Regions from separate parts of the Mus musculus genome. Here regions 1, 2, 4, 5 and 6 are each linked to region 3. The links are chromatin contacts, called in public Hi-C, HiCAR-type, HiChIP or PLAC-seq and promoter capture Hi-C maps. All regions are on one chromosome and are shown on one strand. The core of a region is the stretch at or near the end of the contact, and the rest is flanking DNA. Distances in the headings are between cores, read along the strand shown.

Region 1 (3,055 bases), core at 145-2,644, 970 kb before region 3:
TACCTGTTAATTAGGCCTTTAACATGTTTCTTGAGCCTGTCTAGCTCTTCTTTCTTGTGGACATCTATTACCTCCTCGTTCCTCAGCCGAGGAGGGATGTACTTTTCACCACTTTCAACAGAGTGACTCTCCTTGAAAACAGGAATAAAATTGTAAACAAAAATGTACAGTGGAAAATCCGGTATCTTTTGTTGTTGTTGTTGTTACTTACTCCAAACACTAACCCCATGAGAACTTGGAGCAGGGTACTGCTATTTAACGAAGTGAAGCTCTATGATTGCCTAGAATGGCCTGGGTCAGCCTGTCCCTCAGCAGGCTGTGGCTGCTACTGTGTTAGTGCAAATACTGTTCTGTACTCTGCCCCTCACTCCGTTTGGAATGACAGCCCAGAGGGCCTACAGGCTGTTCGTGACATACCTGCTGTTCTATGTCATCTTCCGAAGAGCTTCTGCTCTTTTCTACAACTTCTGCAAAACGCACTTTCTTAGTCCCTTTATTTCCCCGAGTCCCACTTTCTGCTTCTCCTCTCCTTTTCGAGTTTACATCTTCCTGATCCTCCTGCAGCACTTGCCAGTCTGGGTCCTCCTCACTTTCTTTAGAATTGCTCTCTAGGTCACTCTCCAAGACTGTCTGTCCAGTCTCCAACTTTTCTTCCTCCTCTTCCTCGCTGCTTTCGTACAGGCCGCCGCCGCTCCCACATTCCAGGGCCCCCAGGATGTAGTCCAGACCGTCGCGCGCGAAGCTGAGCGGCACCGAGCTACCATCGCCCTTCTTCTTACGCTTGTGGAGGCCGAGGCACCGTTCCAGCTTTCGGATCTCTCGGTCCTCCTCCTCGTTGGCCGCTAGAAGTGCCCGCTTCCGGGCGGTGGCGGTGGCGGGACCAGGCTTTCCAGGAGCACCTTTAGCCTTGGCCTTCGGCTGGGCCGCCGAGGCCTTGGTGTTAGTGGAGGGGGCACTGGCCTTGGCAGGGGTTGCTGTGGCCTTGGCGGGCGTCGGTCTCACCTCAGTGGGCGGTCGTCGAGTCTCCGGGCCATCGTTAAGGCCGACATTCCCCCCTTGGTCCCCTGACCCGGAGCCTACTGTCCTCTGCAGGCGCCGCGCTTTCCTCAGGTGTCGCTTCTCCTTACGAAGCTCCTTGCGGCTCTTTCGGCCGCCGGGCCGGGAGCGCGCCACAGCGCTGCGGCTCTCGCAGGCTTCGCTCTCGGAGGTAGTCCGCACGAAGTCTTCCACGGCCAGCCGCAGCCGTTTCAGGGGACCCTCCCTGCCGCCCAGACCGCGGCGGACGCCGCTACGTTTCAAGAGAGCATGTGCCATTGCTCTACACCACAACTCACAAGCCCCATGCCTATAGACGCCGTTAACTTCCGGGACGTTCCGCGGCATCACTTCCGGAAGGGGCGGGACTTCCGGAAGCGCGCTTCAATGGACTAAAAAGGACGGTGGGAGGTTTCCTCTGCTGGTAGGAGGGTACCAGGTCACAGACACTAGTAGAGTCCTTTAAAATCTGAAGCTCTTGTACTTTGTTTTGGGAAGCACTGAGAAAACCTAGGTATGGCTGTAGCATAAATTTTCACACATCCTTGCATTTTCTTGCGTGCGTGTGTACCCATGAGAAGGCAGTCAATTCTGTTTCTCTGTGTGTTTTTGGTTTTTTTTTTTTTTCTTTTTCTTTTCCTTTTCCTTTTCCTTTTCCTTTTCCTTTTCCTTTTCCTTTGAGATAGTTTCACAGTGGGTACCAAGATGGATGTCTGGCATAAAAATGGAGTTTCTTTAGCCATCACATAGAAATGGTGGCTGAACAGAGCCCGAGAGATTCAGCAAACATTGTTCCTCCACTTTCTGCTTTAGTTCTTACCTCCAGGTTCCTGCTTTGAGTTCTTGTCCTGATTTCCCTCAAAGGTGGACTTGATGTGAAAGTCTAAACTAAATAAACCTTTCTTCCTTAGTTGCTTTTTGGCCTTAGTGCTTATCACAATTACAAATGTTGTGCCCTGAGTCCACGGGAAATCCAGATGAGCTCAAGAATTGCAAAGTCCACTGCAACTCGAAAGAGTCTTTTATTGTTTAAAGTTTGAACTCAGCTCTCCTGCCTCACACTCACTACGTGAATGCTGGCAAACGACCCTGAGTCCAGAAAACACTGGGTTTATATACAGTTTAGTTTAGGAATCCCTACAGAAAAGGGGATTAGAGGGCTGTAATCATTTGGTGGATTGGTAGTGTATCGGGAAGGGGGAGTGTTAATGGGTGTCTGTTCAGGGACTAATTTTATGGCCAGTTGTAACTGTCTGTGACCTGACCTCTGTTTACCTTTTTTCCATGGTCTCCCTTGAGCTTGTTATTTCTCTAAGGTCTCAAAGACAGGCATCTGGAGTTCTGCTGCTTATCAGCAGGAGTGTTGATTTTTGGAGACACAAAGGAGGATGTCTCCTCAGAATGTCTTCATTAAGGGGAGTTTTATGGGTAGTACCATTCTAACGCCAGGGGAAGGGGAAGGAGCCCCGACTGCTGCAGGAGGACACAGCACAGAAACCAGTTGTCTGCATATTGTGCTTGCCCCAGGATAGAGGGAGGATGGGAGCTTCTGGGGGAGGGCAGGGAATGCAGAGGCAAACTGTCTGTACACAACACTGACATCTCTCTAGTATCACTAATTCGGGGGTTACAACACAGAAAGCAAGCTATTGTGATTACTTTCATTGTCAGTCTGACTGGATTTACAATAACCTGAGACACCGAGGCTCCTTTTTAGTTTGTCCATGGGGCATATCTAGCTGGTTAACAGATAGAAAAATACCCATCCCCGATGTGCTTTCATTAATTATCTCATGGGCAGGGTCCAGATGAAATGAAAGGGAAAAGGAGAAAGCCAGGGGGCACTGGAATTGCCCTTGTCTCTGCTGCCTGGGCAGTTGCAGTTGCCACATGAACATTCCATAACACATATTCCTGTTGACATCATCTGAACCACTCTTCCAGGTCTTTCTTTTCATGATGGACAGAGACCATCTGAATGATCCAAAAATAAGTGTCATCTTCATCATTATTATTCTTA
Region 2 (3,442 bases), core at 933-3,432, 630 kb after region 3:
TGTCTGATGTGACTTCAGTAGACAAGTGAGACTCTCAGTGATGAGTAGGGAGCTGGCTCCTTTTCATGGAGAACCCTGACTCACAGCTCGGATCTTCAAGGAGTTAAGGAGATGGCAGGCAGAGAAAGCATGGGTGGGACAGGGTGGAAGAAAGCAGGACTTCCATTTAGAGATTGTCTGCTTCAAATGCCAGCTGTTGGGAGCTGGGAAGCTGTCTGATGTGAAACTTCAATTTTCTCCTGCATATTACTCAAAGAGAAGGCAGTCAGGCCAAGTGGTCCTTAGTGGCGCCCATGGCCCAACGGGGCTGCAGTAAATAGACTCAGAAAGCATTGTTACAACCCACAAGGGAAGAGGACAGCACATGCAGTCACCATGACACAGTTGTCTTTAATCTTATGGTGTGTGTGTGGGGGGGGGGGTGGCATTACTAGGACACTGAAGAATGAAGAAGGACAGCAACCCAGAAATTATAGTTTGCAAGACAGCCTAGAAAACAACACAAATGGTATGCCTGCTATGTGGCACTCATCCTGTCAATCATTCTAATCTTCCCTCCTCCGAACACCCATGCAGAAAACTGCATGTTTGTTTGTTTTTCCTGAGTTACTGAGCCAGTGTCTCCAAGACACCAGCTTTCCCAGGTACTGCCCATCCACAGGACTTTAGTACCAAAGTGGACCAGGTAGAATGTGGATGGCAAACCCCTCATTTTTCAAGAAAGAAAACAATCCCCCAGACATTCAGTATGGGAGGGCCTCTGTAATTCAGTGCTTAGAGCAAAGGGAGTCTCTGGCTCTTGAGCCCCCCCTTCCTCCCTCATCTACCTCTCCCCAAACTGGAGAGTTTTACCTTCCACAGACATAAGGTGAAGTGCGCTGCAAGAAAAGCCTGTGAGATACAAGTGACGTATTTTCTAACGATCCTTATAGCACCCACCTCCACAGCTTCGGGTACGGGGGAGACGCTGTTGGTCTTCCTGGAGCCCATGCGGAATTTCGCCGCCCTGTAAATTTTCCAGTACACAAAGAGCACCACGCACAGCGGCAGGTAGAAGGCACCCACGGTGGAGAACACGGTGTAGGAAGGCTCGCGACTGACTTGGCATTCCTCACTGGGCTCAGAATAAGTCTCTCCCCAGCCAAATAGCAGTGGAGCCAGAGAGATGACAGTGGAGAGTGCCCAGGTGAGCAGGATCATCACATTGGAGACACGCTTGCGGGTACGGAGTGTGTACTCCAGGTGGCGCGTGATTGACCAGTAGCGGTCCAGAGCTATTGCTGTCACATTCCAGATGCTGGCAGTACAGCAGAGCACGTCACATGCGATCCACAGCTGGCATAGACGCCGGCCCAGCTGCCAGCGGCGCCCAGACAGCTCATGTACCAGGCTCAGTGGCATAACCAGCACAGCCACTAGCACATCCGAGATGGCCATGGAAGCTACCAGGTTGTGTGGTACTCGGTGGAAGGTGCGTACCTTGAGGATGGTAGCCAGCACCAGCAGGTTCCAAGTGAATGTGGCCGCAGCTAGAAAGCCCAACAAAGTCAGGACTAGCACTCGGAAAGCTGAGAGAAAAGGCCGACTAGGGCGCAGGACTTCCGTGTCCAAGCTGCGGTTAGGTTCCAAAGAGGAGGGAGTAGAGAGAGAAAAGGAGGTCAAGTTTACAGGCAGATCCATTGCTGTCCCAGGACACCTGTGTTTAGACTGTGTTGCCACCGAGCCCACTGAAGTCAATCTAGATGTTTGCGACCGATGGCCAATGGAGAGGATTTTGCTAAGAGCCAAGAACCTGGCCTCAGTCTCCACCCAGTCAGAGTCCGGAGGAAATTGTAGCAGAGAGGAGGGTGCTGGGCTACAAGCAGCGCAGCCCAGGTATCCTTAGAGATATGGAAAGCGGACTCAAGGGGCTGAATCTAGAAGCCAGGGCCCGCCTTTGCTATCACATGCCTGCTGTTCCTCACCTAGGCGGAGACTGTTGTCTGGTCGCCTGCAGCAGAGCATCCTTGAGGTCGGCCCCCGCCCAGTGCAGGGTGGATGCCCAGAACTCAGCTAGTGCGTCAGAACAGTCGCTGGTCCAGGGTTGCTCCTTGCCCACCTCCCCCCTCTCCCGGCAGTGGCTCCGAGGGGTGGGGGTTGGGGACTGGAAGCCACGTAGATACCTGCTTTCTGGAGATGGCCTTCTGCCCTGTCCTGATCTCTCTCCACCGTGCCTGAGGCTGCTGCTCCGAGAGGGCACGCTGGCGCGCCCACCCAGACCTGCTTTAGCAAAGTGGGGCTCCCGCACTACGTAAGGCATCAGCTGATGAAGCCGCCTCTCTCCACCCGGCTCTCTGCATGGGAGTATTCAGCACTGGCTTTGTGTGCAGCTCAGTGCTTGGCGCTGTCCACGGTGCCGCTGCCTATACCAGCACGCAGCTTGGTGTCTATCCACAGTCCCATCGCTCTTTACCACTGGGTCAGTGGCCGGGAATTAATTAGTAAACTTTCCTAAACCCTTCTTCCAGCACTCATGCTCCCTCTGAAGGTGATTTTGAGACTTCGAGCCATTTGCTTGAAGTACAGGTGTCCTGGGTTAGGCTAACTAACCAACCAACTAACCAACTAACTTCCTAACAGCCTACTGTTGTTCCCTTCCAGGTTTCCGTATGTGGTTGCCTCCTAACTCGGAGAGCTCGGTGGCCTCACTTAAAGAGTTGTTTGTTTTAAAGGAGAAAGATTGATGACTGTTGGAGATAGGGTGCTTGTTTCCTGAGCTTAGAAAGAGGCTTACAGGAGCCTCTCTAGTGACTCTACAGAAGTTTCTATGGAAAAGAAGCTGGAGGGAATGGCTCAGCCATTAAGATCATTGGCTTCCCTTGCTGAGAACCTGCTTTGGTTCGCAGGACTGACTCACACAGTGGCCCACAACTGGCTGTAACTCCATGTCCAGGGGATATGACACCTTATTCTGGCTTCCACAGGCACCATGTACACATACAAGCATGTAAACATACACATACAACAAAAACAAACCCTAAAGAAAAAAAAGAGAAAATCTCTACGGCACTTGAAATGCTTGAAACATGCTTGAAAAGTATTGAGACAGTCATGATGGTTCAGCCCTTAATCCTAGCACTTGAGCTTGGGGCCGGTGGAGCTCTGCAAGGTCAGGGCCAGCCAGGGCTACATAGTGAGACTCCGACTCAAAAAATAAATGAAATAAAATTTAAAAAAATTACCCATGCATGCTTGTAAAACTATCAAAAGGTCTGACCTAGGAGTTTTCTTTGTTTCAGTGTAAGAGTTGAGGCCCAGAGCTTTGCACATACTAGGCAAAGAACACTGTCATTGAGCTACAGCCCCAGCCCTCAAGGAGAGAAGCAACTGCAGAAAGCTGTCTCTCTGCATGTGCACTATGGCTTATGACACCCACATACACACAGTACACACAGGAGCTTGT
Region 3 (3,101 bases), core at 107-2,606:
CTTGCCTGTGAGTAGGATGGGAGAAAAGCCAGAGCAGATTTCTATGATCTATAAAAACAAAGCGTTTCACATTCTATTTTTCTGGTTCAACTAAGACTTTTCTGGAAATTTTTCTTTTTCCTGAAAGAGTGTTGGACACCCCAAGAGTAGTGACCTCTAGACAGCATATCCTCTTCTAAGATGCCCCTTATGGCCAGAACACTGTCCTCTAGATCCCTAACACCTTCAGTCTGCAGGCCCTACACCTAGCCAGCTTCTTTCCTTGAAAATTAGCTTGCAAAGCTCCTGTGAAATACAACTGTGTTAAGGAGCCTGAATTCCACATCAACTTACCCCAGCCCTGCACTTTGCTAGGATAGATTGGAAGGGGTTCTTCACGCATGCAGCCTTGCCCACTTTCAGTTGCCCCAGGCAGATCACCTCTACCCACCAAGCACACACCAGCTGCCCTCCATGCTGGGGTGCAGCACATAGACCCACTGAACCTATGTACCCCACCACATTCTGCAGACACTCTTTACCTGCCCCTCAGCTGGGATGCATCCATCCACCTGCAGAGGCTTGAATGTGGTGCAGTCAGTGAGATACAATAAAGGACAGTATTTTAGGGCACTTAAAACAGCAACTCTTTAGGTTGTGGCCACCTGTGATTATCCTCTATCTAAAGATGCTAAATATTCAGGAGATGCTCAGGTGAGCTGTTTTCACAACCCCGTGACGTCTGTCCTGTACACTCACATCTGGGGATGGGGTGTAAATAAGGCAAACAGGAGGGAGGCAGCGTTGCCCTCAAACAATTGAGAGGCTGTTTTATGGTCAAAGCTTGTGGGGGGGGGGGGAGCATCTGGACTGTCCTTTAAAAACTTATGCTGGCTTTAACCAAAGCATCTTCCATTTAGAGAAAGTAAGGGGGAAGCAGCCCTGAGCACAAAGCAGGCAGTGCGGGGTATTTTTCCAATAAACAGGCCTCCTCCCTCCCACCCACCTTTACCTTAGTAAAGACTTTCTTTCTTTCTTTCTTTCTTTCTTTCTTTCTTTCTTTCTTTCTTTCTTTCTTTCTTTCTCTCTTTCTTTCTTTTTTAAACTGGAAGCCTTCAGGTGAAAATAAAGCCACAGCAGCCAGAGGGGGGAGAAATGTAGTCTTTCTCAGGGTTAACATCAGAAGACAAGCTTGTGCGGCTTGGCCAATCAGATGCGCCCCTGCCAGCTATAATATAGTGCGAAAGGCAGCCTGTCTCACAAGCTCTCCAGCCTTGCTACCATTTAAAATCAGGCTCTTTTTGTCTTTTAATTGCTGTCTCGAGACCCAACTCCGATGTGTTCCGTTACCAGCGACCGGCAGCCTGCCATCGCAGCCCCAGTCTGGGTGGGGATCGGAGACAAGTCCCCTGCAGCAGCGGCAGGCAAGGTTATATAGGAAGAGAAAGAGCCAGGCAGCGCCAGAGGGAACGAACGAGCCGAGCGAGGAAGGGAGAGCCGAGCGCAAGGAGGAGCGCACACGCACACACCCGCGCGTACCCGCTCGCGCACAGACAGCGCGGGGACAGCTCACAAGTCCTCAGGTTCCGCGGACGAGATGCTGCTGCTGCTGGCCAGATGTTTTCTGGTGATCCTTGCTTCCTCGCTGCTGGTGTGCCCCGGGCTGGCCTGTGGGCCCGGCAGGGGGTTTGGAAAGAGGCGGCACCCCAAAAAGCTGACCCCTTTAGCCTACAAGCAGTTTATTCCCAACGTAGCCGAGAAGACCCTAGGGGCCAGCGGCAGATATGAAGGGAAGATCACAAGAAACTCCGAACGATTTAAGGAACTCACCCCCAATTACAACCCCGACATCATATTTAAGGATGAGGAAAACACGGGAGCAGACCGGCTGATGACTCAGGTAGAGACCCATTGCGGGTGGGAAACAGACTCCTTCCCGGGAGGGGGGGGGGGTGCGTGTGACCAAGCAGTCAGCCCTGCTCTGTTTGCTCTTTGGGCAGGTAGGAAGGCGGCTTGCTCTCTCCTTCCCCACCCACCTGCCCACCTAGCACTCCTCTTCCGGGAGGAAAAAGGAGGTGAAGGGTCCAGCAGGAAGTTTAGGGTTTGCTGGAATGGGGCACCAGAAGATGGGGTTCTCTATCTTATTAGTCTCATTTTATTAGTCTCATTTAATTAGTCTCCCGGGACGACCTCCTCTAACTACCTGTATTCTAGCTTGAAACTTAGAAAGACCTTTACTCTGAGGGAGTCTGCCCTTTCCAAGTGGAGGCAGAAAATGGAGGGAGAGGGGATGCCCCTATACACTTCAAAGGGCCTCCAGGTCACTGCAAACATAGCCTGGAGCATTTCGTCCCCTAGCTCCTACCTTTTCCTTTTCTGTGTTTTTCTCCCAAGACCACCCCACCCTTTACCCCACCACCACCAAAGAACTGTAACTGAGAAAGCCTGGGGGCAGTTCTGACAAAAGGCAGGAGCTCCAGAGGCGCCCGTCTTGTCCCCACTGTATCGCGTAGCCTGACTGCGATCCCATCGTCCTCAATTGTGCCGGTCAGAGAATGTATTGATATTTCTTTAAGGATGCTCCTCATTTCTCCAGAGCCCGCGGTACCTTAGGGGAGGGACTTGGAACTTGCTGGCTTTGCAATCGCTTTAATTTTTAACCTGCTTGCATAAGAATTAAAAGCGAATAAATATTCGGCGACGAGGGTGGATGGACAGACGGCAAAGCAAAGCACGAGCCTCTCTTCCCATCCCACCTCCTTTGAGATTTCCAGGCTGCCAATCTCCCAGCCAAATCGAGACTTTCTGAAACTCCATGCACGTATGACTGGAGCTGGAAATGGGTTTCCTTGCAAATATAGGTCAGCATCCTTTTTACTGCCCTATTAAAATATTCAAGTCCTACCTTTAGGGCTAGGTGCGCCGAGCGGCTGGCGGAGCGGCGCTGGCGGGGCGCAAGTGCAGGGGGCGGGGGCTGGAGAAAACAAGAGTGGAACAGCCCGCGCGACGCGACGCGCATCTCGCCACCGGGTACCTGCTGTATGGGAAGCCTAGGAGACTAGCCTTAGGGTGGCGGGCCAGAACTGGAGCAAAGAGGAATCGTGGAGACTGAATACAGGGCT
Region 4 (3,197 bases), core at 126-2,625, 740 kb before region 3:
TAGAGTCTGATTGCTCAGCTCAGCAACAGGAATCTCTGCACGGCTAGAGCTGATACTTGAAAAAGTCAAGTCAACACACATTGACTGAGTGCTCACTGTAATCAATCCAAAGCAACTACTAAATATTTCTGAAATGTCAAATTCTTATTTTCAGAAATTCTTATTTCCTCACTTATGTTCATTAATAACCTTCATACTTCAAAGGGCAAGGATAACAAGAAAAACATGTCAACTTAGTTCTAGTTTTTAAACATTAATGCTTAATATTATGAATTTCAGATAAAACAAAATTTCAATTTAGAAATATGAATACCTTAACTTTTTTTTTCCTTTTAAATCTCCTATTTTGGATATTTGATAAATTTAATAACCAGGAGTCCAGGTACTTGATATGTAAAGCAATTAGTGGTCATTTGAAAACAGTACACTGGCTAAAAGTTAAAAAAAATACCAACAAAAGCATTTAGGTGAACTCTGTCTGCTCAGGAGAGTCCTAAGTGATCCATCTAATGTCAGCAAATTGCTTACTAATGTGTTGACTTAGGGCCACCCTCAAAAGCAAAATGAAAAGCCTGGAATTTATAGCATCTCAATGCATCAGCTGATAAGCTTTTACTGGTTTAATATCCTTCCAGGCTTGCAGCTTGGAGCCACTTCAAGTTAGCAACAGAATGTTTGCCATCTCTATGTGATAAAGGAAGTCAAAGGGATGAACAAACTTCAGGACCATTATGCTGTTTGGTGAGATGGAAATGAAAAAGCTAGAGAAGTCACGGGTTGGGGGTGTGTGAGAGCTGGGCCTTCAAGTCCGGCATCTGACGGATTGTTAGCCTCACCCCTCAAACAATGGTCTGGACTTTAGCTGGAGCAGAGATAACATAGTGCATTTGGAAAGTTTTAATTGCAGCAATAAAAGACTATGCCTCAATTATAGGACAGATGCTAGCAAAGTTTCCAGATAAGGATCAAAGGCATCTAAGGAGTGGCCACTGCACTTTGGGACACACTAGGCTTTCTGTACACACTGCTGGGGAATTAGCACATCAGCTTTCCGACCTTTCTAGGTCCTTTGATCTGAGTTCCCAAGCAAGTAAGTGTATCAAGACTACTGTATCAGCCACACAGGTCCAACACTCCCTTGCTGAATTTTAATCCTGACACTCACCAGTACAAAACCTAACACCTGACCTTTGCAGTTCTTACCACAAAAGTTCAGTGTGCTTAAAAGAACCTGTGTTGTCACACTACACCACTTTGCTCCGCTTCTGTTTTGCTAGCAGCATGCCTACGATATTTTAAATCCAGACCACCTTGGAAAGAGAACGTCTTAGTGTATGAGAACATTGTGTTTGTAGAATTTAGATGGATAAAACCCAAAGAAAAGAGCTTCATTAACTTTCCAAGGAAAAGAAGGGGAAAATGTAGAACCACAATTTGTGTTTTAGCAAGATAGATTATAAACTCAGAATGATCTGAGCTAACCTGATCCAGAGTACTGAAAGCATATTCATCTCAGCATATGGAGCATTCAAGGACAAAGCTCCCAAGTGCATTATTACCCCTTTCTTTTCTATTCATTAGACTTCTTTTTTTCTGATGGGACTTTAGTTGGATCTAGAGTGCCTGTTCTCCAGCAGATTAGAGGCTTTAGCTACATGTCCGCTAAGGTGGTAGAGCATCTGATGAGGTCAGTTTTGTAAGGCAAAGCTGCAGCTCAGCAGTCACACTGGTGCTGCAAAGCTTTTGTTTTTAGTTGCTATTATATGATACTAACATAAATGGTATTTTGTTTTTAAAATGTCTTTAGTTCTGGTTTCCACTGAGGCACAGATCACAGTGGCTGCTCAGAAAGGGACCAGATGCCACTTCCACTTTGCTGACTCACTGGAGCACTGTCTACCCATCTTTGACAGCAGTGAGCCAGATGGATTTCTTGTAGTAACAGACTTTCTTTCTGTCTCTGCCTTTCTTTCTTTCTTTCTTTCTTTCTTTCTTTCTTTCTTTCTTTCTTTCTTTCCTTCCTTCCTTCCTTCCTTCCTTCCTTCCTTCTCTCTCTCTCTCTCTCTCTTTCTTTCTTTCTTTCTTTCTTTCTTTCTTTCTTTCTTTCCCTCCCTCCCTCCCTCTCTCTCTTTCTCTTTCTTTCTTTCTTTCTTTCTTTCTTTCTTTCTTTCTTTCTTTCTTTCTTTCTTTCCCTCCCTCCCTCCCTCTCTCTTTCTCTTTCTTTCTTTCTTTCTTTCTTTCTTTCTTTCTTTCTTTCTTTCTTTCTTTCCCTCCCTCCCTCCCTCCCTCCCTCCCTCCCTCCCTCCCTCTCTCTCTCTCTCTTTCTTTCTTTCTTTCTTTCTTTCTTTTTCCTTCTCTCTTTCCTTCTCTCTTTCCTTTTTCTTTCTCTTTCCTTTCTTTCTTTCTTTCTTTCTTTCTTTCTTTCTTTCTAATGCAAAAGTGAATTTTACTCTTTGTTCATGGTGAAAAGGAGATATATCTTAAATATATGGTAATTTCCAGATTAAAAGAATTGTTACCATCTGCAGATGGTCAATTTGCTACCTCCACATTGTTATTCACACGTCCTATTTACTAAACTCTCCAGTTTCTGACTCAAACCTTCAATCAGATCTCAATACTTAAATTACTAATCTTAAGTTTTGTGCAGTTAAGATGGGCCAGCAGACATGGGAAAAAACATAGGGCCTCCTATCTTCCTAGAACAACTTGGTATTTCTGGAATGCTGCTAACTGTATCACAAAGCTAGTCTCTCACTCAAAGAAGCTTGCTAGAGACATTGTTCACTGTGGCTCTGGAATTTGTTCTCAATGTAGTTACTTCTAGGAAATCTCTAGGCACACTGATTTACCTCAAACTGGACTTGAATTTTAGCAAACAGTTTTGTTTTTGAAGACCATCATAGGTTCAAGCTGCAGGGCCAACTTAAAAAAAAAAATAAACCAATCTTTGATTTAGCTTGGGCTAAATCAAAGAAAGTGAAAATAAGTTTACAAAGACAGTTTCTTTTGTTAAAAGGAGTGCCCTGAAACCTTAACTAGGTAAACACATCTGACCAAGATGGCTTCTGTTTTTCATTAACACAGAAATAGACAGGCAGAAAGTAACTATTTCTCATCCTACAGGTGGGAGCTACACTTTATAATCTGCTATGATTGGCTAATTGGCTTGAGAGAGATGGGAGTTCTGGGAATAA
Region 5 (3,045 bases), core at 413-2,912, 790 kb before region 3:
TATTTATTAAAATGTATGTATTACTTTCTGTTTTGTTAAAATTACTTTTTTTTTTAAAAAATAAGTGCTATTAGTCACATTTTTGTAACTGAATTATCAAGGAAAATTTGGGAAAAGGAAATTGGATATATTGCTTTATTTGTAAACATAGCTTAAATTGGCAAGGTTTATAGTATAATTTTTATATGTGCTTCTGCATTAATTATATATTATTCTATTAAAAAAAAAAAACAACCAAAAACCTCCCCAGTGAGCAGTACCTTACCTGGGCAGCATAGTAGAACTAGCTAGGTAGTTGGGACACAGGTGAGCTGTCCCTCGGGGTATGATCTTGGGAGAGCTAGCCCTGCCCCTAGCTCTGCAGCATGTGAGAGCTGGCCTGGAGGGCATGAGAGCTTGAGAGCAAGTGAGCTGGCCCTGTCCCCTTGCCAGTTGCAGAACTCAAGAAAGTGGGCCTTGCCCCTTGCTTCGGCAGTACTGGAGAGCTGTAAACTGACCAACTTAGCTACCACCCAGGCCCCGATCCAGGGCTTTGAGTTAGCCTACCCCAATATCTACTTTGTCTATGAACTGTTGGAACACACGAAGGGGCCAGTATTGCAGATCCTAAGCTGCAGGATCTCCATGACACAGGGCAACAGCAAGATATCTGAGAGGAGTCCCAGTAAGGATCCAGTATTGAAAGTATAGCAGAAGCCAGAGACCTCAAACTAGACCAATGCCTCATTGCAACAAACATTTGCATGAAAAGCTCTTTGGGCAAAAGGGTATACTGTGTGACATACCATAGCACACCTCAGCTTCCATAGTGAGATTTTTTTTCCCCCTTTTCTGTGGGAGGTTTGGGGAAATGAGAGGGATAGTGAGGCATGCTGGAAAATTTACAAATAATCAGTAAAAAGTTAAAAAAAAAAAAAAAGAAAGAAAACTCCCCAGAAAATTCAATGTATTTTTCTCAGATAGCAGATCATCCCATTTTATAGCAGTCATAATGATATCATTTTGGCAAATGTCTTAAAAGTACATTTGAGGCAAACCAGGTTATATTTGAACCTGCTAAAATTAATAGTCTTTGGAGGATTCATACTATCTTAAGGTGTTAAATGTGTAATGGCATCACTGAATTCTGAGGCGTGTTTTCCTTGCAGGGCCCCGGCATAGGAAGTGCCTCTCTTTCCACTTTTGGCTTTGTGGGAGCTGCACTTGAAATCATTCTGATTTTGTATCCTTTCTTCAACTGAATGTTATGTCTGTTAACAAGTTTTCTGTCTAGTTTCTGGGACAATAGTAATTTACTAAAACACTTGTTTGGAAAGAAAAACAACGCAGTCCTCTGCAAGCCTCGGTGGCTGTTTGTTTTGGTTTGCTTTTCCTATGGGCTTTAGACTTTGGGAAGTGTGCATTCTCTTGGAGAGTTTTTCCTTCATTCTCACAGCTATCTCATGGTGTCTTCTGTTGTTGGTTTCTATAGCCTCAGATTTTTTGGAAACTTTACACCCAAGAAGGATGACACAACTATGACAAAGGTAAGGTAAAGTCTTAGATGCCATGGCTTTTCTTTTGCTTCCAAGATAAACAAGTGCTTTAGTCAGTAAGCACCCTGAATAGCTCATCTTGGCTGAGAGGTATTTGTAAGTAGCGGACACACAAAGGAAGGTTTTCAGAATGCTGAGTGAGTGGGAGAGGATGTGCTCTGTGTAAATTGGACTGCATCCATTCACTTGTAAATGCATAGAACCACGCACTTGGTAACTAGTTGTGGAAGTCTCCTGAAAGAAAGAACCCTTGTTTTTCTTAAAGAAAACATATTGCTAATGAGTAACTTGGGCTGTGTTAACTGTACTTCAGGAGCTTGTTTGAAATCTGAAGAGCTTAGTTGCTACAAGTGGCAGAGAAAAAGTATTTCAATTCTGAATAATTAAAGTGAGAAGGAATAGCTCTGTTCAGAGACAGTGTGGTGTGAGGCTAATTTGATACAGTGTTGTCACTGGCACCATAGCAATAAAGCCTGTTATATTACATAATAAATGGATCTTTGTAAAATAATTTCACAGGCTGCCTAAGGGGAATGGCTAAAAGCTGCTGGTCTTTCCCATTTTTATTATATAAGTCTATATTTACATCCCACAAGTGTGTGGGTACACACACACAATGAACCCCATTGATAATATATATTACATATATTGAAATTTATGTACCCATCCACCCAGATGTATCATACTAAAGGTTTCTTTCGTTTTGTTTTGTTTTGTTTTTCGAGACAGGGTTTCTCTGTGTAGTTCTGGCTGTCCTGGAACTCACTCTGTAGACCAGGCTGGCCTCGAACTCAGAGATCCACCTGCCTCTGCCTCCCAAGTGCTGGGATTAAAGGCGTGCGCCACCACCGCCTGGCATACTAAAGGTTTCTTAAAGTCAGCTAAGTAGCCAGTGTCCAGTTGAGGTGGTTATAAATACTAATCGATGTTTTCAGTGCCTCTTATTGGAGGAGAATCAGTAACTAGAAGATACATTGCAAATGAATTACTAGATTTAGATGTTTTTGTTTCTAGTGTTTTCAAATCCCAGAATTGATGCTTATAATGGTTATATAGGCCAGAGTAGATGTTATATAAGAACTTGACAGCAATTAGCCTTTAAGATTTAGTCAGAAGTCCAAAGGTATTCTCTTGTTAATTTCATAGGCAAAGCTTTCAAATTACTAACTACATTAAAATAATATAAAATGTATATGATTTATATAGTCTATGACTATATGCTTGCACCTATACTCTGTGTTTTGTGGAATTCATAAATATAATTTTAAAGGGAAAGGCTTATTATGTTTAAATTCTACTCTGATAGTGTTGTTAAGAAGTTGCCGGGTGCTCCGGGTATCTGCTCTGCACTGCCCTCCCAAGAGTGCTTGAGGGGTTCTTTGCCTCCTGCTGTCTCCTTGCAAGCCATCCTTTCTTTCCACAGATCATTGGGAATTGTGTGTCAATCTTAGTCTTGAGCTCTGCTTTGCCTGTGATGTCCAGAACACTGGGTAAGTTTGACTAAGAAATG
Region 6 (3,313 bases), core at 475-2,974, 650 kb before region 3:
AATCACAGTACTTGATTTCAAATATAGAACAGAGCTTTAGTAACAAAACCATCATGGTACATGAACAAAACCAAACACATACACTAATGAAATAAAATAGAAGACATGGTCATGTGATTCTTGAGAAAGGTACCAAAACATAGACTGGAGAAACATAGCCTCTTTACCAAGTGATGGTGGGAAAAGTAGGTGTCCATGTGTAGAAGAACTAGAACTTGAACCCTGTCTTCTACCCTATACAAAAATCAAATAAAAAAATAGATTAAAGAGCCCAATGAAAGACCTGGAATGTTGAACCTACTTGGGAATAATGTAAGAAAAATGTTATGAGATACAGACATATGTAAGGAGACTTCAAAAAACTATAAAGAACTTGCATAGCAAACAAAAATGAAAAATTAAGAGACAGCCTACAGACTGGGAGAACATGTTTCCAACTACTCATTCAATATAGGATTAATATCCAGAATATATAAAGAACTAAAAATTTAAACAATGAAAAAAATCAGATCAGTCAGTAAATGGGCAAATAGGCTGAATGGATATTTTTCAAATGAAGAAATACAAATGATCAATAAATATAAAAATGTGTTAACAAATTTAGTCATCAGGGAAATGCAATGCAAAAATGTCACTAAGATCTTATTTTATTCCAGACAGAATGTCCATTATCAGGGAAACAAAGAAGAAATGCTGGTAAGGCTGTAGGAGGAAAGGAAATTTTATTTACTGCTTGTGGGAGGTAAACTAAAAATTCACCATGGCAGTAAGTAGGGGTATAGTTAAAAAAGCTAAGTTCAGAACTTCTGTCTGAGCAGCCATATGACTTCTGGAGGCTCAGTCAGCTTATTTGAGAGACATGGGCATCTGTGTTTTTTCAGTTCTCCTCACAGCAGGAAAGGTCTAGCTGAGGTGCTCCTCACCAGGAATAAATGGGATGTGATGCATTCTCATGACATTTTACTCAGCCTCCAGGAAAAATGAAATGATGTTGTTCACAGGAAAATGGATGGAAATGGAATCCCCATGGTGAGTGAGATAAAGAATTCTGAAAGATAAGCATCGAGTGACCACAAGTGCCTCTCACAAGTGTGGGATGGGACATGGGAGTAAAGAAAGAAGTATTAGCCATGTGTAAGGGGAAGAGCAGAGAAGCAAGGGAAACAGGACTGATATGACACAGGTGTGTTGTATACATGTAAGAAATGTCACTGTGAACTATTACTCTGGCTAACCAATATATGCTCATAAAATAAAATTAAAGGTCTAGTGTACTTTAGAAGCGTGAGCAGACCTTTAGTTCCTTCCTTAAACTAAATAATTGAGTTATTGAAGACTTGAAACTGCTTCTACTTCTTCTAATTAGAGTGAATTCAGTCTGATCCCGAAAAATAAATTTATGGACAGGGTAGGAATGCATTTTCCAGAGTATTTGACATTGCTCATCACTTATCCTTTCGACTGCTCAGCTATGGGAAATACTCTTGAGGAGGATATACTTGGCAGGTGTGTGCAGCTAGGTCACATATGCTTCCTAGAAGGGATGCCTGAGGACATCATGTGTTTCCAGGGTGATATGTTGTAGTTAGATGTAGAAATCGCTCATTTCCTGTACTGAAGTTCCCGTTCCCCTGGTGACTGAATTTGGAGACTGGGGCATGCGATACATACTAGAATCACAGTACAGGGCATTTGCCTGATGAAACTGGACCTTGGAGTGCAGAAAAGGCACCAGAGCTTTTGCTGAGTCATGGTAGGACCAACAAGTAAGAAAACCTGAGAAGAGTCCTTATTTGCACTCTTAACTGTAGATCCTAAGAAAGTATATATCAAATTGCAAACTGATCATCCTGGGATATTGTAACTTTAATTTTTTCAAAGCTTACTTGGTTCTTAAATGCTTTAACCTCTCTTCTAGCCCACTGCCCATCAAAGGTAATGGAAAAGAAAAGTTATTAGGATATGGGGGAAGTGAACCTGTTTAGAAATGGTTCTTTGGAACTTATGCCATCTGTGTTGCAAGAAAATCAACAGTTCAGTCCACAGGTCAACAGTGGAGGCTCAGCCCACTTGAAAACACTTCATGGATATATCAGCAGTCCAGTTTGGTAGAGTTGAAACAGTAGCAGTGGTGGCATGACCTACCAGGAACAGCCAGGCCTCAGTCAAATTGGCACAAGTCAGCAGGAGGGACCACTGCCAATAGGGATGCTGTGAAAAGTTCTCAGCTGTGCCTCTCTCAGTGAAGTGAAGATCAGTGAGGATGCAAGACCAACAAGCATTGCACAACTAGCTCTATAAGCAAGCCTAGTTCAGCCTCCATCACTCTCCATTGAGTTCTATTTATACCCTCTAAACATCACATGCCCTCCATAGGTCTTGCCTCAGCACGTGTATCTGTCTCAGGTGACATCACTCTGTCAATCAGCCAGAGTCTGTGGAAGCAGCAAGAAGCCATGGCACACCATCAGAATTTTTTTTTTTGGTGCATTTCTCTCTATGGAGTTCTGACAAATGGAGCTCAACAATTCAATGTAAGGCCATTACAATGTGTGCCATTAGCAAAGAATCCTTCATCACGTGTCCTTTCATGTGCTTGCTTTAGTAGAACATCTTTTCACTTGTGTCTGCTTCAGCAAAATGTTATTTCACATGTCTGATTTAGCAAAACATCCTTTTACTTGTGTCTGCTTCAGGAAAACACTCCATGTATTTGTCCCAGCAAAACAACATCTAACATAACTGACTTTCCAAAGAACTCTTAAGTTTCCACTTCAGGATATGTTAATGTGACAGCCGAGCTGACTGGTGCAGAAAGACAGAGAAGTTTGCAGAGTCAGGGAAGCTTCAGGGGAGTGAAAGAATTAAGATTTCTGGGATTGTCAAGATGTCTAGTGACTGAAGGTACTTGCTGCCAAGCCTGACAATGTTAGCTCAATCCTCATAGCCTACATGGTAGAAAGAGAGAATCAACTCTGCTAAGGTGTCCTTGACTGCCACATATCTGTCCTAGCATACATGTACCCACATCTCCCTATGTGTATACCATAGTATGCCAGTTTCTTGTTCTTGTCAACATGACACACCCTAGATACCTAAGAAGAGGCAATATCAATTGAAAAATTACCTCAATCAGATTGGCCTGTGGCTGTCCTTATTGATGATTGATACGGGAGGATCCAGTGCATAGTGGGTACCATTGTCCCTAGGTAGGTGAGCATTGGCTGTTTAAGAAACCTAGCTGAAGCTGGGTGTTGGTAAAGCACACCTTTAATCCCAGCACTCCCGAGAAAATTTTTGAGTTCAAGCTAGC

Evidence for each region. Promoter capture Hi-C pulls out the DNA fragments that hold promoters and counts their contacts. A called contact is a pair of places that touch in the nucleus more often than the background predicts. HiCAR-type assays count read pairs that join an accessible place to other places. HiChIP or PLAC-seq counts read pairs in DNA pulled down with a chosen protein or histone mark.
Region 1: a contact with region 3 is called in a HiCAR-type map of astrocytes, with 10 times the contacts expected there. The contact joins the promoter of Nom1 here to the promoter of 9530036O11Rik in region 3. A contact is called at or near these places in 10 of 39 promoter capture datasets (the C10 cell line, the SN4741 cell line, cranial neural crest and 6 more), 1 of 15 datasets of contacts at CTCF or cohesin (embryonic stem cells), 12 of 115 datasets of contacts at active chromatin or transcription factors (SST interneurons, acute myeloid leukemia, astrocytes and 7 more) and 1 of 9 other capture datasets (adipose tissue).
Region 2: a promoter capture Hi-C map of embryonic stem cells shows a contact between it and region 3, with 4 times the contacts expected there. The contact joins the promoter of Htr5a here to the promoter of 9530036O11Rik in region 3. A contact is called at or near these places in 8 of 39 promoter capture datasets (embryonic stem cells, hematopoietic stem and progenitor cells, liver and 3 more), 2 of 115 datasets of contacts at active chromatin or transcription factors (both in embryonic stem cells) and 2 of 9 other capture datasets (embryonic stem cells and liver).
Region 4: a Hi-C map of the N1E-115 cell line shows a contact between it and region 3, with 7 times the contacts expected there. The contact joins the enhancer-like site here to the promoter of 9530036O11Rik in region 3. A contact is called at or near these places in 8 of 39 promoter capture datasets (the HPC-7 cell line, cranial neural crest, embryonic stem cells and 5 more), 1 of 15 datasets of contacts at CTCF or cohesin (embryonic stem cells), 10 of 484 Hi-C or Micro-C datasets (the N1E-115 cell line, cerebral cortex, differentiating embryonic stem cells and 5 more), 12 of 115 datasets of contacts at active chromatin or transcription factors (embryonic basal ganglia, embryonic brain, embryonic forebrain and 7 more) and 1 of 9 other capture datasets (embryonic stem cells).
Region 5: a contact with region 3 is called in an H3K4me3 HiChIP or PLAC-seq map of stem cell-derived neural progenitor cells, with 35 read pairs. The contact joins the enhancer-like site here to the promoter of 9530036O11Rik in region 3. A contact is called at or near these places in 22 of 39 promoter capture datasets (the 3T3-L1 cell line, the C10 cell line, the HPC-7 cell line and 13 more), 1 of 484 Hi-C or Micro-C datasets (stem cell-derived neural progenitor cells), 20 of 115 datasets of contacts at active chromatin or transcription factors (astrocytes, craniofacial prominence, embryonic basal ganglia and 11 more) and 3 of 9 other capture datasets (adipose tissue, embryonic stem cells and liver).
Region 6: a promoter capture Hi-C map of liver shows a contact between it and region 3, with 7 times the contacts expected there. The contact joins the enhancer-like site here to the promoter of 9530036O11Rik in region 3. A contact is called at or near these places in 5 of 39 promoter capture datasets (embryonic stem cells, liver, stem cell-derived epiblast-like cells and 1 more), 2 of 15 datasets of contacts at CTCF or cohesin (embryonic stem cells and stem cell-derived epiblast-like cells), 10 of 115 datasets of contacts at active chromatin or transcription factors (astrocytes, embryonic basal ganglia, embryonic forebrain and 4 more) and 1 of 9 other capture datasets (embryonic stem cells).

What each region holds. Positions count from the first base shown.
Region 1 is chr5:29,433,006-29,436,060 of GRCm38.p6, reverse strand. Nom1 (nucleolar protein with MIF4G domain 1) reads right to left here and starts at 1,394. Exons shown (of 11, transcript NM_001033457.2): 1 at 418-1,394; 2 at 4-131. The coding sequence starts at 1,383.
Region 2 is chr5:27,840,687-27,844,128 of GRCm38.p6, reverse strand. It overlaps Htr5a (5-hydroxytryptamine (serotonin) receptor 5A), which reads right to left and starts at 2,182. Exons shown (of 2, transcript NM_008314.2): 1 at 940-2,182. The coding sequence starts at 1,680.
Region 3 is chr5:28,465,239-28,468,339 of GRCm38.p6, reverse strand. 9530036O11Rik (RIKEN cDNA 9530036O11Rik) reads right to left here and starts at 1,356. Exons shown (of 7, transcript NR_015562.2): 1 at 992-1,356. Shh (sonic hedgehog) reads left to right here and starts at 1,239. Exons shown (of 3, transcript NM_009170.3): 1 at 1,239-1,879. The coding sequence starts at 1,577.
Region 4 is chr5:29,209,974-29,213,170 of GRCm38.p6, reverse strand. All of the region lies in intron 8 of Rnf32 (ring finger protein 32), which reads right to left. Among named protein-coding and RNA genes, the nearest start is that of Rnf32, 16 kb to the right of the region's middle. RefSeq lists an enhancer at 367-1,173. Within about 2 kb of position 1,375, at least 25 of the 459 cell types and tissues checked have an H3K27ac peak or open chromatin away from gene starts, as enhancers often do. A contact at or near this core is called in the N1E-115 cell line, where this site is marked.
Region 5 is chr5:29,252,723-29,255,767 of GRCm38.p6, reverse strand. It overlaps Lmbr1 (limb region 1), which reads left to right. Exons shown (of 17, transcript NM_020295.3): 13 at 1,149-1,222; 14 at 1,436-1,526; 15 at 2,959-3,025. Among named protein-coding and RNA genes, the nearest start is that of Gm42244, 20 kb to the left of the region's middle. Within about 2 kb of position 1,662, at least 18 of the 459 cell types and tissues checked have an H3K27ac peak or open chromatin away from gene starts, as enhancers often do. A contact at or near this core is called in astrocytes, embryonic basal ganglia, neural progenitor cells and 2 more, where this site is marked.
Region 6 is chr5:29,111,517-29,114,829 of GRCm38.p6, reverse strand. No RefSeq gene overlaps it. Among named protein-coding and RNA genes, the nearest start is that of Rnf32, 83 kb to the left of the region's middle. Within about 2 kb of position 1,724, at least 3 of the 459 cell types and tissues checked have an H3K27ac peak or open chromatin away from gene starts, as enhancers often do. A contact at or near this core is called in liver, where this site is marked.